2 separate regions of the Hordeum vulgare genome follow, and region 2 is linked to region 1. The links are chromatin contacts, called in public HiChIP or PLAC-seq maps. All regions are on one chromosome and are shown on one strand. Each heading gives the region's core, a stretch centred on a gene start, on an enhancer-like site or on the middle of the called end of the contact. The rest is flanking DNA. Distances are from core to core; before and after follow the strand shown. Region 1 holds the start of LOC123440520 (protein ENHANCED PSEUDOMONAS SUSCEPTIBILITY 1-like). Region 2 holds the start of LOC123440522 (transcription factor DIVARICATA-like).

What was found. HiChIP or PLAC-seq counts read pairs in DNA pulled down with a chosen protein or histone mark.
Region 2: an H3K4me3 HiChIP or PLAC-seq map of embryo shows a contact between it and region 1, with 5 times the contacts expected there. The contact joins the promoter of LOC123440522 here to the promoter of LOC123440520 in region 1. A contact is called at or near these places in 1 of 6 Hi-C or Micro-C datasets (leaf) and 1 of 1 datasets of contacts at active chromatin or transcription factors (embryo).

Annotation. Positions count from the first base shown.
Region 1 is chr3H:545,246,051-545,250,794 of MorexV3_pseudomolecules_assembly, reverse strand. LOC123440520 (protein ENHANCED PSEUDOMONAS SUSCEPTIBILITY 1-like) reads left to right here and starts at 2,702. Exons shown (of 1, transcript XM_045117086.1): 1 at 2,702-4,540. The coding sequence starts at 2,793. The coding sequence ends at 4,271.
Region 2 is chr3H:545,583,694-545,588,819 of MorexV3_pseudomolecules_assembly, reverse strand. It overlaps LOC123440522 (transcription factor DIVARICATA-like), which reads right to left and starts at 1,771. Exons shown (of 2, transcript XM_045117087.1): 1 at 1,078-1,771; 2 at 221-993. The coding sequence starts at 1,517. The coding sequence ends at 546.

The DNA.
Region 1 (4,744 bases), core at 1,453-3,952:
GCTCTATGCCCTAGAGGTTGTAGACGAGGCGTTCAAAAAATGCCATCGAACAATATTGAGGCTATTAGCACGACAGCAAATGCTTTTGACGTTACATCTCCATTTAATATGCAAAGCCGGTACACGTTCATTGAATCTGTGCAAAAAAACATATTCCATCAACGTACTCTATAATATCACCTCAATGAGTGTTATACCTGTCTTTTGTACTGGTCTGGCTTCAGTTACCGGAACCATCAGCTAATTAAAGACTTTCAGCACCAAGTAGTGCTAGTAATTTAGTTTGTTTGATGATGTGACGTTTTTTCCTTCCAATTTCTCGAATTGAAGCTAGGGAAATTCTAGCTAGCGTGGCACTGCAAAAAGAAAAGGAGAATCATGAATTAACCTGCTAGGATGGAATTAGGAAGATCAGTTGATCAAAATATCTGTGATGGATCGATACCAGTGAGGGAATGTTACGCGATGGGTAAGATGATAATCTGAAAAGATTAACCGCCTATGCAACCGTTGGTGGATCACAAGACAGTCGTCTGATCACTCCTCCGTGAACAACTGAGGTGCGTCAGTCTTTGCAACAAAGCTTGTGTTACGCTTGACGCTTTGCAATACAAGACTTATTGTGCTCGTCGCCAAACCGTTTTTCCTTGTTTCGTGCTACGGGTCAATCATCGGGTGAAAAGGAGAATCATGAATTAACCTGCTAGGATGGAATTAGGAAGATCAGCTGATCAAAATATCTGTGATGGACCGATACCCAGTGAGGGAATGTTACGCGATGGGTAAGATGATAATCTGAAAAGATTAACCGCCTATGCAACCGTTGGTGGATCACGAGACAGTCGTCTGATCACTCCTCCGTGAACAACTGAGGTGCGTCAGTCTTTGCAACAAAGATTGTGTTACGCTTGACGCTTTGCAATACAAGACTTATTGCGCTCGTCGGCAAACCATTTTTCCTTGTTTCGTGCTACGGGTCGATCATCGGGTTCCTCTGGCCTGCTTCACGTGGGCCTTTTGTCGTTGACTTCACTCGTCGTCTTCCTCGTGGCTGCAGTGGGGCAACCTCTACCGGCAAGTGGTGGGAAAGGAGCAGGAGAAGGGAATGGGGCTCCCTTGCAATCCATTGACGCTGTCTTGCAGCACCAGCCAGGGGCAAAATAGAGCCTTGTCATGGCTAGATCATGGTCTCATGGGGAAGAATGATGGGTGGTGGTTCCTGGAAGAGAGAGGATGAGGGTTCGGGGATAAGATGGTTGAGCATCGTGTGGGTTAGATATGTGTTCACTAGTTACGAGACAACTGAGCTGGACAGGACACAACACGTCTGGCGATCACTCCAAGCAGCGGATCGCTCATGTTACCAGTTGATGAATTATGGTTGTTTTACTTACCATTAAGGCCTTGTTTGGTTGTAGTGGAACTAATCTCCTGGTGGAACTAATCCACCTAGGGATTAGATTGATCCCTTCTTGTCATCAATCCCTGCATACCAATCCCCTCCCTTTAAGCTCTCGTTTGGTTGACCCAGGAGCAGCAATGGAGAGGAGCAGCTGTAGCGACTCAAGGGGCAGAAAGGATCAGCCACAAGACGTTCCTCGTGTGGATCTGTTCCACGCATCAGAGGCGATTATGCTGAGCCCCGTGGATGAAAGGAGATCGACATGGTTTGGGCCGGGAAGTTCCCCGCTGTGGCCCAAACCAAACACGTCAACTATGATCCACAGGGAACAGTTCCTCGTCAGAATAAACCATGTGGATTGGGTTGTGATCCATGTCAATCCATGTGAATTGTATCCTAACCAAACAAGGCCTAAAGGGGGTTGGGGATTGTATAAGTTCATACATCACCCACGCGTAACGCTACATCGACGAAAGATTATAGACGTTTTACAGGATGGTATTGATTTGTCACGTTGTGATTAGATTAAAGGGAGAGGGAGGGCCCCCACCGGATGAAAATCAGGAGCTGAAAAGGTTATTAGGAAAGGGTCCGTAAAGGTCCATACGTTTAGCATTTTTTATCGCCCTTCCCCTCTCTCATTTAAAAAAAAAAACTCCTCCCATCCCTAGTTTTGTTCACCATTTCTTCTTGAAAACCGCTTTAATTTCCCCACCATTTATTGACTTACCAATGTTTTTGGTAGATTAATGCTTACCAAATAAGAGTTTATCATCAAATAAAATCCTTGAATTTCGGCAGATAAATCACGTGCAATATTGTTGTTTGGCAACCATTTATTTACGCAATGACAATAATAAAGGCAGGTAAATCATGAGCAAAGCAGCTATAGTAGAATATTTATACGGCGTTGCAAACAATTATTCTAATTATTACTACCTGGAACAACCCCCAAAGAGTTGGAATATTTTATAGCACAACCAACAAATTGGCTAACGCTGATACACAATCCTAATCACCATCCTCGCTTATTTTAAGAAACGGAACCTTTCCTTTTCTTTTTTTGGGGGCTGAGCCCTTCACAAGTCACAAGTACTACCTCAACACACATACAGATAGGAGTATGTGTTTGATCCTTTATCTGACTTGTGTATGCATCTGTGCATCAGACAACCACCAAACCTGCCCAGAGAATATCCAAAACAGTGTTATTACTGGTAGAGAAGGTAGTGATGCGATGAGCGCTCAGGTGCATGCATCCAGCACCCCCTTGGTGTCCTATATAAACCGCCCCAGCTTGCTCACTGTCCAGCACAAGGCAGCACTGCCCAAACCACCTCCTTGGCCTCTACTGCGCAACGCGCCATTAGCAACCGATCAGCTAGCACCCATGGCTCAGATGCTCTCCGCCATGACTATGATGGACACCGTCCCCACCGCCCCCGCCATTATGCCCAACCAGGCCATCTGCCTGGACGCGCCCATGTCGGGCTCGGGCATCACCGTCGTGTCGAGGCAGGCCGTGCTCCCTGACGGCCCGCCGTCGGCGATCGGGGACCTCACGCTCTCCGTCTCTGACCTGCCCATGCTGTCGTGCCACTACATCCAGAAGGGCCTCTTCTTCCCCGCCCCCGACGTCCCCATGGCCTCCCTCGTCTCGCTGCTCGTGTCGTCGCTCTCCCGCGCGCTCGCCATCTTCCCGGCCCTCGCCGGCCGCTTCGTCACCCTCCCCGACGACCGCATCGTCATCCGCTGCAACGACGCCGGCGTCGACTTCCATCACGCCGTGGCGCCAGCCCTGTCGCTCAACGACTTCCTCCTGCCCAACGCCGACGTCCCGACCAGGCTGACCAAGGACCTGTTCCCCATGGACCGCACCGTGAGCTACGAGGGCCACCGCCGCCCTCTCACGTCGTTCCAGCTTACCGTGCTCGGCGACGGCGCCGTCTTCATCGGCGTCGTCGCCAACCACGCCGTCGTGGACGGCACTTCCTTCTGGCACTTTTATAACACCTGGGCCGCCCTTTGCCGCGGCGCGTCGCCCAAGCTGCCGGACTTCCGCCGCAACTTCTTTGGCGAGTCAACGGCCGTCCTCCGCTTTGCCGGCGGCGTGGGCCCCGCCGTGACCTTTGACGCGGATGCGCCCCTTCGCGAGAGAATCTTCCACTTCAGCAGGGACGCAATTCGCGAGCTGAAGGCGATAGCCAACCGTCGGTCCAGCGCCGGTCAAGACGCCGAGGTTTACGGCAAGATGGCGCATGACCCCAAGAACCAGGAAGCGCGCACCGAGATCTCGTCCTTCCAGTCACTGTGCGCGCAGATATGGATCTCGACGACGCGCGCGCGGAAGCAGCTCGACGCCGACGCGACGACGACGCTTCGCCTGGCGGTGAACTGCCGTCACAGGCTGCGCCCGGCGGTCTCCCCTGCCTACTTCGGCAACGCCATCCAGAGCGCGCCCACGACGGCGACGGTGGCGGAGCTGGCGTCCAACGACCTGCGGTGGGCGGCGTCCAGGCTGAACGCGAGCCTGGCGGCGTACGGCGACGAAGCGATACGCGGCGCGGCGGCCGCGTGGCAGGCGGCGCCCCGGTGCTTCCCGCTGGGCAACCCGGACGGCGCGGTGGTGACGATGGGCAGCTCCAACCGGTTCCCGATGTACGAGGGCAACGACTTCGGGTGGGGCCGCCCCCTGGCGGTGCGCAGCGGGCGCGCCAACAAGTTCGACGGCAAGATGTCGGCGTTCCCGGGCCGCTCCGGGGACGGCAGCGTGGACATCGAGGTGTGCCTCGCCCCGGACACCATGGCGGCGCTGCTCCGCGACGACGGGTTCATGCGCTACGTGTCGTGCCCGGCGCACCTGTTGTGATCGATGCCTTGCCGCGTCCGTGCGTCCGTGCGTGCGCGCGCGCGCAAGTAGGGCCGCCATGGCATGTCGTCAAGCTGCCTTCCCCGGATGTGTGCACTGTGCAGGAGGATGAATCCATTTCGGGAAGTGGTGGTGCGCGCGGGCGGACCGTGGCATGGTGCTCGTAGTGCCTGGATTGACTAGCTTAGGCAGCGACGTGCTGAAGGAGATGGATGGATTGTGGGACTGGTAACTGGAAATAAAATAAGGTTGTCAAGTGTTTGATATCAGTGTTCCTGAGTTCTCCTTGTTGATGTGCTAATGGCGTGCGGCTTTCTTTCTTGGTTACTATCAGGTAGACACATACATATGAGCTAGTCTCCTAATCAGTGTAATTTTAAACTCAATATAAGCAAATTTTGTATGGAGAAAAAATATACATTACAAATATGAAGCAAATGGCACCTTTTTATTTTCTCAATAGATGACAAACA
Region 2 (5,126 bases), core at 522-3,021, 340 kb before region 1:
ACTAGTTTATGCCCGGCCGGCCTGCGCAGGAGGATGAGGATTCAATATTTCGTGGCGGAGACGACGGACGGAACGAGATCAGCATTGATGAGAAGCCCCGGGTGCCAGGGCGCCAGGCTAGGCCGGCAGCACATGGACGATTTCAGGCGGCCGAGAGAGCCTAGCCAAATCGAAACTTCCAAGTTCCAACAATTTTGAGACCGGAGCACGCACACGGGAGTACGAGCTTCATCGAAGGCTTATTTCGGATTTTGTTTTTCAGTACAGTGGGAGGTTGAGGTTCTATGTACACTGGGCGGCACGTCGATGGGTTCTTGAGGTTTCTTTCTCCATGGACGCAGACCTGCACGCTCCGCACCGCCGTGTCGCTCTCACATGTTTTCGCTTGGGTGCCATCATCTGGGTGTCGGTCGATCGAGACACAAGCACGCCGGCTCTGCAACCAGACTGCTCTCGAGGCAAGCACGGCCGTGGATGCGATGATGGTGATGGGTGCCGCCGCTGTTTTGTCCTCCGGGCGGGATTCGCCGCGGCGAGAGGGGACGTCACAGCTGTCCGCATTGCATCTGCAGGAGGAGCGAGTCGTCGATGTCGAGGACTGTGCCGCCGTCCATGAACGAGCTCTGGTGCTCGAGCTTCACGTTGCCGTAGGGATGGCCGCCGCCGAGCGTCCCCACTGGCAGCGTCGGCGGCATGAAGGCGTGCCGTTGCCCTTGCCCGCCGAACGACGGCGAGGGCTTCGTGTCGGCGGTGGTGACCGCGGACGGCGGGGACCCCGAGGGGCTGTTGCGGTCGTCCTCGTCGGGCACGTTGACGGTGGTGATGTCGTGGATGCTGGACCGGCGCTTGTTGTCCTTGCCGCCGGAGGTGAGCCGGATGAAGTACTTCTGCGCGTGGCTGGCCACCTGCGTCGGCGTGCGGCTCGTCACGTAGTTGCGCGAGATGTTCCTCCAGTCCCCTCGCCCGTACTTCTTCAGCCCCTTCAAGAACAGCCTGCACGCACGCAGCGCATGAACACGATCAAATTTCCACCGCCAACAATCGGAGCACAAGAAGATCGCGAAGATGGCGGCTTACCGGTGCTCCTCCTCCGTCCACGGGACGCCCTTCTTGCGCTCCTGGTCGGCGCGCCCGCGCTTGAGGCAGTAGCCGCGCCGGAACCCGCCGGCGCCGGCGCTGCCGCCGTCCCAGTCCAGAGTGAACCCGGACGAAGGGGACGAGCTGTCGTAGTGAGGGAACGGGACCAGCCCGGCCTCGATGAACCCGACGTCGTTCTCGAGGGCCCTGTAGTGGTTCACCACGTCGGCCACCGTCTTCCTGGGCAGCATCAGCGCGACCATCTCCCACCCGTCCGGCGCGTCCAGGTCGATCGCCGCGAGCGCCTCCTCGAACACCTTGTTCTCCTCCAGCGTCCAAGCGCCGCCTCCGCGACGCTCCTGCTGCACGGCCCAGCACGGCTGCCCGGCGAAGTAGGGCGCCGGCGGCGGCAGCACGTTCATCCACGCCTCCGCCATCATGTCGGCTCTAGTGCTCCTACCTGAGCGGCTGGGCTTAGGACGGCGAGCAATGGAGGAAGGCAGGAAAGTGGCGAAGGAGGGAGGTGGAAGGAGGCGTGCCTATATAGGGGAGGACCGGGGGAGTATCAAATTCCGGGCGGCTGCAAAAAGTGGCCGGAGTTTATTCCGCCTCCACCGTTGGAGGCCTTGAGAAGATGAGCAAAAAGAAAGTGGATGCTTGTGATTGGGCCTTGGTGGAGTTTGTGGTCTCTCAACGAGGCAAGCACAAGAGGTAAAGAAACAAGGAGGGAATGCTAACTAATGGTAACAAGATTCAGTTTTGGTGAATATATGTCTTGCTTTTTCAGACATGTATGAATTATTTCAACCCAAGGAATCGATCGTGACGAATCAATCCTTGGTTGAATGGTTAGAGTACCCGTGCTATCCCAGCCTTTTAGGTTTTGAGTCCTCGTGCTCACATTATTTTTGAACTTACTTCAGAATTTTCGATAATATATTTTTAGTGAAAAAAGACGCTCGACAAGTCTTTGAAAGGTGTTAAAAAAATAAGATGTATGTGCGTACGTTCATAGAGGTGAATGTATACACATTTATATCAATGCTTGCGTTTATACCGTATTCATAAAAGAAGGAAGAATCGATCGTGTCTCGTAACCAAAATGTGCAGGTGTATAGATTATGGCCCATGTTACATGTATGAATTATTTCAGATTTTTACGAACATGTTTTTGCGAGACCTTTTACAGACTATGGGAGTGCAATATAGTGTTATTGTGCCTGTCATGATGCAAAGTAAAAAAAAGGGAGCTCGTGCATCACATGGCATATATGGTTAGCGCATCTCCAGCGTCGGCACTTAAAATAGACACATTATTTGTCTGTGGGTTGGTTCAGATTTATTTGTGGACACGGATACATGAGTCATTATCCAATCCTGATCTATAAACCTTTGTTTCGCTTTTTAAAAAACTGCAACACTTAAAATAACAACATATCACATCTTCAAGGAGTGAAAAATATTCAAATGCGCCATTAGTTCAAATGTAAATATAAATCTAACTAAGTTCTGAAATCAAATAGTTGAAACTTGAATTTAACTAGTACATATGTTCTAGTTGTCTACTTTAAGTGCCCACATATGCTTTGTTATATCTTGCTTAAGTTGTTCATGAGTTGCTCGATGTAGAGTTTATTGATATATTCGAACAAGCTCCTCAAATCTTGTTAGATTCTGATGCGAAAATTGGATAGAATCATCCATGTTCTCAAAATTCCAGACCTCCCGCAACATCTTCATCCTCATCCTCCACGATCATATTGTGCATTATCACACAACGTGTCATCCCCTCCTGCGAGGTCATTGGATCTCATATTTTTGCAGGTCACCGAAACTGAAAATGGGCTTGAAGCACTCCAAATGACCTCTCCACATGCTTTCTAACTCTTTGTCTCTGGGCAAATTGACCTCTTTTTTGATCAACTAGCTCAGAGATGGTCTTACAAAAGTCGCCCACGGCGTCAATCAAATAGTAATTCATGTTGTAGTCATCTCCATTAACAGTATAGTTGCACAGAAAAGCTTGTCCTTTAGTCGGCCTATTAAACAATAAAGACTATTGCAACACGTTGATGTCGCTATGAGACTCAAGCATGCCAAATCCAAAGGTCCTATGATGCAACTACTTCAAGAATGATGGTAGAGCATATAGTTAGTTTTTTCCATCTCCAGTACATGCAATCAAGAGATCCGAGCATACATGGTCACCATCTTGGTTCTGAGAGTACATGAGCCTTTCGACGTCGGCGACAATTGGTTCTCTCAATTACCGAGGTCCAAACACCTCGACCTTCGCAGTAGCAAATCTGACTATGGCTTCTGTGCATGTGCGCTCGGGAGCCCGGAGGTACTAGTTGCACGAATATGCGACTGTGCACAATGTTGTCATGCACTTTTGACAACCAGATAATCCAATTCTTCCTATGACACCCCTCTTCAAGATAAATTAGTCATCATAGGTCCAATCACCATTGTAGAGGCGGTCAAACACATTTTCGGCATCCGAAAGTGTCGACGAAATTGTCCGCGAATAGGGCATCGACAGCAAAGTAGTCGTCGATCAACGTCAAATGGCTAGTGCCCCACTCCGATTTAGCACTCGATGACCCTTGATTGATCCCTTCAAATTGAGAACATGCTTTTCCCCATGCTTTGTGTCTGCAAGGACTGTTTGCATCATCGTCGTTTCATCCTCGTACTCCTCCTCATCGTACGAATCGTTGGATGTCTCAATGTAGTTATTGTAAAGTACTCCATGTCTGAATCCATAGATTCAAAAGACGGGAGAAAAATGTCAAAAAATTAGGACGACATTTCATCGAACACTTATCAGGTGTGGTCACCCCAACGGACGAATTCGCATGGCGTACAAACGAGAGGTGTAACAACGGTGTAGGCAAAGGAGCATGATGACCCGGTGGAACGGTGAAGATCGCAAAGATCTAGAAGGGTTTGGCGGGCGACCGGGTTGGTACAACGTCATCATTGGTCAAAGAGAAAGATATGCATAGCAAAGGGAAGGGAAGGAGATGCAAGCTCCGTGCGTGATTTTGGGTGATTCAAGGGGTGTGTGACTCCTACCCGACGGAGATTCAGGATCTCAAAAATTCATCCGGTTTGTTTTTGATTTGCGGGAAAACCGACTCACACACATGTCCACAAAAAACTGGATGGTAAACTGACAGCTCGGTGTGAACATTTAGGACAATTTGAGGGGCCGCTTCAAACATGTCATTAACTATCCCAAATCGAATATGTCAAACAGAAAGCTCAAGTAAAACTTGGTGCAAAGTGGCAGACACACTAGTGGCGTATATGCGTGTTTGGTGGCGTACATGTGCGCCAGGGCTTCTACCTGTCGCGTAATTGCATAGTAAAAAAGAATCAATGGAGCAGCTTTCTCCAGTGTATTTGTATGTAGAAATCCGCTCGCACGGTTATTGTGGATGAGCCATTTTAAATGTCCATAAAATTATATATCAACGATGAAGCTGTGTCGAGTTTGAATGAAAAAATGATCTGTTGTTTTTTCTCCGATGGTTGTTGAGGTGGTGTCGAAGATAGGTGGCGGTTTTTGATGTCAAACTTAAAGATATTTTGCTATCCTTTCAATTTTATCATGTCGGTTTTTACGTGATTTGTATTTTATTTTTTATGATATGAATGAGACATATATTACCATATAAAAAAACATGCGCGTAGATATATCAGTCCTGTTTTATTGCATTTCTGAATTGCCATTTGTTGCTATATACTTTTACATTCTGGTTTCGTTTTGTACTATAATCCTGGTCCTGGAGCTTTCCTCTTTCCTTTTGGCAAAGCAAATTTCGCGAAAAAAGAAAGAAGGAACGAAAGCAAGCATGTTTTGCATTTGTTTTACGTTCCTGGTCCTCGCACTTTGTTGCTGATTTATTTTTTCTAGATAGTTTAAGAGGGGTCGCATGTCGCATCCAACCTTTGCCGACAAAAATGTAATGCATAATTATGTGAACGTGGGCCAAAGTTCTTTAAAGGATTCATCAAAAACAAAGAGACTAGTGAGTTTT